Regions from separate parts of the Mus musculus genome. Here region 1 is linked to region 2. A link is a contact called in public promoter capture Hi-C data. All regions are on one chromosome and are shown on one strand. The core of a region is the stretch at or near the end of the contact, and the rest is flanking DNA. Distances in the headings are between cores, read along the strand shown. Region 1 overlaps Vps35 (VPS35 retromer complex component). Region 2 holds the start of Best2 (bestrophin 2).

The links. Promoter capture Hi-C pulls out the DNA fragments that hold promoters and counts their contacts.
Region 1: a contact with region 2 is called in a promoter capture Hi-C map of liver, with 2.6 times the contacts expected there. The contact joins the enhancer-like site here to the promoter of Best2 in region 2. A contact is called at or near these places in 8 of 39 promoter capture datasets (the 3T3-L1 cell line, 3T3-L1-derived adipocytes, the C10 cell line and 6 more), 1 of 15 datasets of contacts at CTCF or cohesin (the NIH/3T3 cell line), 3 of 115 datasets of contacts at active chromatin or transcription factors (bone marrow-derived macrophages, embryonic stem cells and stem cell-derived neural progenitor cells) and 2 of 9 other capture datasets (macrophages and pancreatic islet).

The regions. Positions count from the first base shown.
Region 1 is chr8:85,272,448-85,275,694 of GRCm38.p6, reverse strand. Vps35 (VPS35 retromer complex component) reads left to right here. Exons shown (of 17, transcript NM_022997.5): 11 at 668-875; 12 at 2,068-2,223. Among named protein-coding and RNA genes, the nearest start is that of Vps35, 25 kb to the left of the region's middle. Within about 2 kb of position 1,369, at least 2 of the 459 cell types and tissues checked have an H3K27ac peak or open chromatin away from gene starts, as enhancers often do.
Region 2 is chr8:85,012,915-85,015,848 of GRCm38.p6, reverse strand. Best2 (bestrophin 2) reads left to right here and starts at 1,441. Exons shown (of 10, transcript NM_001130194.1): 1 at 1,441-1,472; 2 at 2,263-2,467; 3 at 2,565-2,659. The coding sequence starts at 2,316.

The DNA of each region.
Region 1 (3,247 bases), core at 120-2,619, 260 kb before region 2:
CACCATGTACCCCAATCCTTCTCATCTCCTCCTTCCGTCTCTTCTACCCTTGCATCCTCTCCCCAATGGAGGAAAAAATCCTCATGGAAGCTATAGTGTATAACAGTGTATACAGAGCTCATGCATCCTTTTGTTCCCATTTCTTTACAAATGTTCATTGCAAAGACTCATTGGTCTGATACAATGCCTCTGACTTCTGCTGCCTCAGTGGGACTCCTCTCAGATATCCTGTTGTTGCCCTGTGTCATGGAGATCTTGTAATTTTGGATCTATGGGATTGGGCCCCTTCGTGCCCTCCAGTAGTTCCATCAATGCGATAGATGTTGGAGTGGGCCAATTCAGAGCCCTGGATCTGGGCCTGAGAGGTATCTGAGCTGGTCTTCCTGAGGGCTCTCCTGCTCTCTCCACCTTGGGGCTGGCTCACCAGCAACCCCTGGAAACAGGGTCAGCTCTACCCTGCTGCCCAGGTGAGGTGCAGAGCCTGCTCTCCTGAGTGTTACAGCTAATAAGGGACATGGCCAGTTCTCTGATTCTCATGACTCTGGGGCCAACTCCTCTGCCTGCCATAGATGGTAAATAAAGATTTTTTTTTTTAAAATGTGAATCAAGTGCTCTGTTATAAAGATTAATTTTATTCATGAAAGGGTTGCTGTTTTTCTCTTTGTAGTATTGCTACCAGTAGTGCAGTTTCAAAGGAGCTTACCAGACTTTTGAAGATACCTGTTGATACTTACAACAATATCTTAACAGTATTAAAGTTAAAGCATTTCCACCCACTTTTTGAGTACTTTGACTACGAGTCCAGAAAGAGCATGAGCTGTTATGTGCTTAGTAATGTTCTGGATTATAACACAGAAATCGTCTCTCAGGACCAGGTAAGAGAACACAGATATGCTCTTCTAGGGAATTAGAAAAATATGGTTGACTAAGATTTTAGATATTGAGCTGTAGACACTGGTTATAAATGAAGGAGGTAACATAATAATAAAAATATGAATAGCTTATTTGTTATATAGAAGTTAAAAAATTGGAGATGTACAAAGAATTATTAAATACCTCTGATTTCACCACAGTTGATTAACATTTGGCATACCTCTTTTCAGATTTTTGTCCATAAATGAATACATTGACCTATCAACTTTTCAATGCCTTTGGAACAACCTCCCTACTTCTCCCAATTTTATGTCCTCCTTTTTTTTTTTTTTTTTTTAAATTCAGCTCAATTATTACTTCCTGTATGTGAATGAGTAGAAGAGGGTCACCTGCTGGGAATATAAGCAACCTACCAGTGACTGTACCCCATAGAAGTGACTCTCCCGCCTTCAGTAGCCAGTATTTGCCAATAGCTCTTCAGCTAGGGTTGGCTCCTTGGGAACTTCCTTTCTATCCAGGATGAGTGTTGACTAGCTTGATCTTGGGCAGGCAATCAAAGCTACTGTGGAAAGGTGCTATTTTGCAGTAGTCCTTGACCTCTGGCTATAATATTTCTGTCCCCTCTTCAGTGTTCCCTGAGCCATGTTGGGGAGGGTATGCTAAAGACATGCTATTTAGGGCTTAACACTCCATAGTCATTTACTTTCTACCCTTTGAGTTCTATTAACTGTTATCCACTGCAAAAAGAAGCATCATTGATAAGGGAGAAAGCTATAATAATCTGTGGCTGGAAGGATATTTAGAAGATAGTTTGTTACTATGTCCACTTAGCAAAATAATAGTAGTAGACTCTGCCTTAGCCCTTTTTCTTCGTAATCCTTGGGTTCTTTGCCAGGTTTGCAGTACCAGTACCAGGCATGAATTCTACCCTGTGGAACAAACCTTAAGTCCAAGTAGAAAGCCCTGGTTATTCCTAAAATATTCATTCCACTATTGTACCAATGGGCGAATTTTGTCAAACTGGTTGTTACTGTAGCTTAAAAAGTTCACAGCTGGGTGAAACTGTTTATTCTAACTTTTTTACAAAAACACTGAATTATTTTGCTGATATTGTTTCATTATGTATCCACTTAGAAACTGTTGCCTTTTTTGTTGATAGTGTCAGGCTAATATTTTCTACTTTCTGTGTTGCAGGTAGATTCCATAATGAATTTGGTGTCCACATTGATTCAGGATCAGCCAGACCAACCTGTAGAAGACCCTGATCCAGAAGACTTCGCTGATGAACAGAGCCTTGTTGGCCGATTTATTCATCTGCTACGTTCTGATGATCCTGACCAGCAGTATTTGGTATGAGTTATCTCTTACTGTAACCTTTCCTCACGCTTAATGAGCAGAAAAGTGTTTAAAATGGTTTAATGCAGCTTTTGCATTGGTTTAAGGTGTTAAAAAACTTGTTACTGAATTAAAGTTCATGACCTTAAAAAAATTTATTTACCTATTTAGTTTTTTTGAGGCAAGTTCTCACTGTAGCCATGTTGGCCTTAAAATTATGATCCTGCTGCCCTAGCTTCCTGAGTGCTACAAATTCAGTTGTGTACCACCGTGCACAGCTGGGATTTTATTTTTGTATAAATGAATAGTTAAATTGTTGGCACTCATGAAGAACAAGTCAGGTATTCCAGCTTCTCTTGAAAACCTGAGAATTGCAGAAAAGCTTGCTTTCCTTTAGTTGGATATTACGTAATTGTTCTGTGTTCTGTGTCTTTTTCAACAGTGTAGTGCATTTAGAATGTTTAGTTGTTTATCATAATAAACTTAATGAGACATAAAATCTGATAGGAAGATATTTGTCAGATGAAAATGTATGAAGGACTTTAAAGTTTAGTGATCAGACAAGACAAAGCTTTCTCTTTTATCATAGTCCTCAGTTAATCTTTATGAAATGAAGATTTAAATGTGACCTAAGTAGGTAAGTTGGCATCTGATAGTGGATGATTTAAAAGGCTGATTTCTTTAATTTGTCTTAGGGAGAGTCTTTTATGCACTATGTGATCAAGACAGTATGTGAATACTGAAATATTTTAAGTTGCTCCCCCTTCTTCGCTCTTCCTTCTGTGTGTGTGGAGGGGATTGCTCTCATTTTCTGTGTCACATCGATAGTATTTATGGCTGATTGGTTATGTTTGTATGTCACCATATCAAAGAAATCCACAAGACCCAAATATATCACATACTGTATTTTACGTGAATTCTTTAGTGTTTATATTTGCGTGTTTATGTAGGTGCACCTGAAGGTTAAAGGTCAGCATCAAGTCAGGTACTTTCCATTGTGTTTTTCTAGACAGGGTTCCTCAGTGAGCTCCTGGAGTCA
Region 2 (2,934 bases), core at 192-2,691:
TTAGGATGTCTTTGCATACATAGCCTCCCAAATGCTTGAATTATGGGCATATGCCACCATGCCTGCCTCCATATATTAATGTACAAATGGGTGGGTGTCACTGGGGTTTTAGTTGATGAAACTGTAGTAAGGATCCCTGTTGATGCTAGGGATGTTGTCTAGGGCTTTACAAATGCTTGACAAGTCTTTTGCTGTTAAGCTACACCTATAGTCCTTGCAAATATGCCTTCACTACGTTAGCAAATGTCAGGAACCCCCAAGTTCCTCCTCTGACCCTAGGACTATCCCACTATTTTGAGAGAGGTGCTCCCACATTTATTTCTCGTGTGAGTTTGGAGGTGTCTTTGACTTCTTTTCTCTATTGGGTTTTTTAAAAAATATTTATTTCAAGCTGGGTGGTGTTGATGCACTTGAGAGGCAAAGACAGGTAGATCTCTGAGTTCATGACCAGCCTGGTCTACAGAGTGAGTTCCTGGATAGCCAGGACTACTACACAGAGAAACCCTGTCTCAAAAAAAAAAAAAAAAAAAAGTCTAGAACTGGGGTTTTAGACACTTGTAAGCAACAGTAGGGGTATAGGTACCAAATTCTGAAAGTACAGGCAGTTTGAGTTCTTAGTCACCACATGTACTTTTTCATTTCTGTCTATATGTGTCTCTGCCTGGGTTGGGATATGTGCACTTGGGTACAGGTGCCCTTGGGTCCCCTGCAGCTGGAGGTAAAGGTGGTTGTGAGCTACCAGACTGGGTGTGGGGGACAAATTCTACAGAAGCAATATACACTCAACCACTGAGCCACCTCTCCATCTGTTGGGTTTGTGGGACTCCGTCTCATTCTGTAACCCAGGGTAGCATGGAACTCATGACAGTCCTCCTGCCTTTAGCTGCCAGCATTCCTGGCTGACCTTGAAAGTCTCTGTGACAGTGTAGATTGCCACTGTGGTAAGGGAAGCAAAATGTGTGTCTGGGTCTACAATGTGATGTGCATCTTTGTGACAGCTTGAGACCACAGGAAACTGAAGGGTGACCCAGTCTTGCTGGGCTGTGGATGTGGGGTGTGTGTGTGTGTGTGTGTGTGTGAGAGAGAGAGAGAGACCTTCTCCTTCCCGCTTTTTCAGCTCTAGGTTCCAGATACCTTGGACCTTCTCCCTAGGAGGGAGGGATACAAAGAGGAGCAAAAAAGTACAAGGCAGACCACACACACACACACACACACACACACACACACACACACACACACACACACACTACCACTACCCCACCCAACCCCACCCCCCTGCCCAGGAGACAAACTGGCAGACCTTCTCCAAACAAAGTTCTGAGGCTGTAACTCAACTAAAGGGGATGGACTTGGGAGGGGCTGCCCACGCCCACTCCCCAGCTCCTTCCCAAACAGTCTGGCTTCAGCCCCACCCAATACTGAAGACACCCTCCCTTTTAGTCTCTGTCCCTTGTGTCCCTGTACGGCCACAGGTGAGAAGGGCCAGGTCTGGGAGAATAAATGGCCCTGGACTGGCAGGCTTTGGGCAGGACTCCTGGAGAGAGAGGGGCAGAGTGGAAGGCTAGGAGGGGCAGCACAAAAGGAAGAAAGGTAAAGGAGAATCTGAAGAAGGCCTGGAGGTGTCGGAGCTGGGGGATTAAATGGGCATTGGGGTAAGCTGGTTCCTTGTCAGAGGAAGGGAGGCTGCTGGACAGACTGGGGAGCCGGAGCTTTAGAGACGCCATTCAGAGCAGTTCTGAATATGAGGGGGATAGTAGTTCTGCCGGGGCAGACTGTAGTCTCAAGAGAGGACAGAGAGAAAGCCAAACTTGGGAGAGTGGGCAACAAGAGGGGGGATATTGAACCCTGAGGATTAGAAACTGAAGACTCAGGAAGTCAAAAAGATTGAGTGTTGTACAGGTGAAAGGGATAGGAGGGTGTGTGGGAGGAAGGTCAAAAAGTGACTAGATTCATCCAAAGGTTTAGGAGTGAGGGACCTAAGATAAAGTCCAAGGGGCTTGGACCATCAGTCTAGAGAAGGAAGGCAGAGCAAGACTGGGAGATGGGAACTCGAGAAAGGGCCAGGACCCGGGAAAAGGGGGGGGGCGTTTGGGGGTTGGGGTAGGGTGGTACCAGGACGGGAGTGAGGACCGCCCTAGGGCAACGAGGTGCTAGGGTGCTGAGACATTGGATATCATCACCTGCTGCGCTGTCGCCCGCACCTCCACCTTCAACTGAAAGCCCCAGGATCAGCCCCTCCCAGCATCTTCCCTTGGCTCACAGGCCCGGACCCAGGCTAAAACCTTCTCCATTGGCCACACTGGCCAGGCGCAGCGATGACCGTCACCTACACAGCCAGAGTGGCGAATGCCCGCTTCGGTGGCTTCTCGCAGCTGCTGCTGCTGTGGCGCGGAAGCATCTACAAGCTCCTGTGGCGAGAGCTGTTATGTTTCCTGGGACTCTACATGGCACTAAGCGCCGCCTATCGGTGAGAAGACCTGGAGTTGGGGCTGGGGATCTGAGCCCTGCGGAAGGGACTGGGAGTGGAGGGGAGACCTGTAGCTACTGCATTCCCTACCCCACAGCTTCTTACTGGCAGAAGAGCAGAAGCGCTACTTCGAGAAGCTTGTCATATACTGCGACCAGTACGCCAGCCTCATCCCCGTCTCTTTCGTACTTGGTGAGGTTGGGCCCCCTGAGAATCTTATTCCTACGTAAGGGAGAAATCTGTTTTCCATCCATGCTTCTTGGAGACCCCCATTCCTACCCCTCTAAGACTCAAATCTAACCTCCAAAGCTGGGTGTGGTGGCGCACGCCTTTAATCCCAGCACTTGGGAGGCAGAGGCAGGAGGATTTCTGAGTTCGAGGCCAGCCTGGTCTACAGAGTGAGTTCCAGGACAGCCAGGGTTACACAGAGAAACCCTGTCTCGTGGTGGGGGGTGGGGAATCTAACC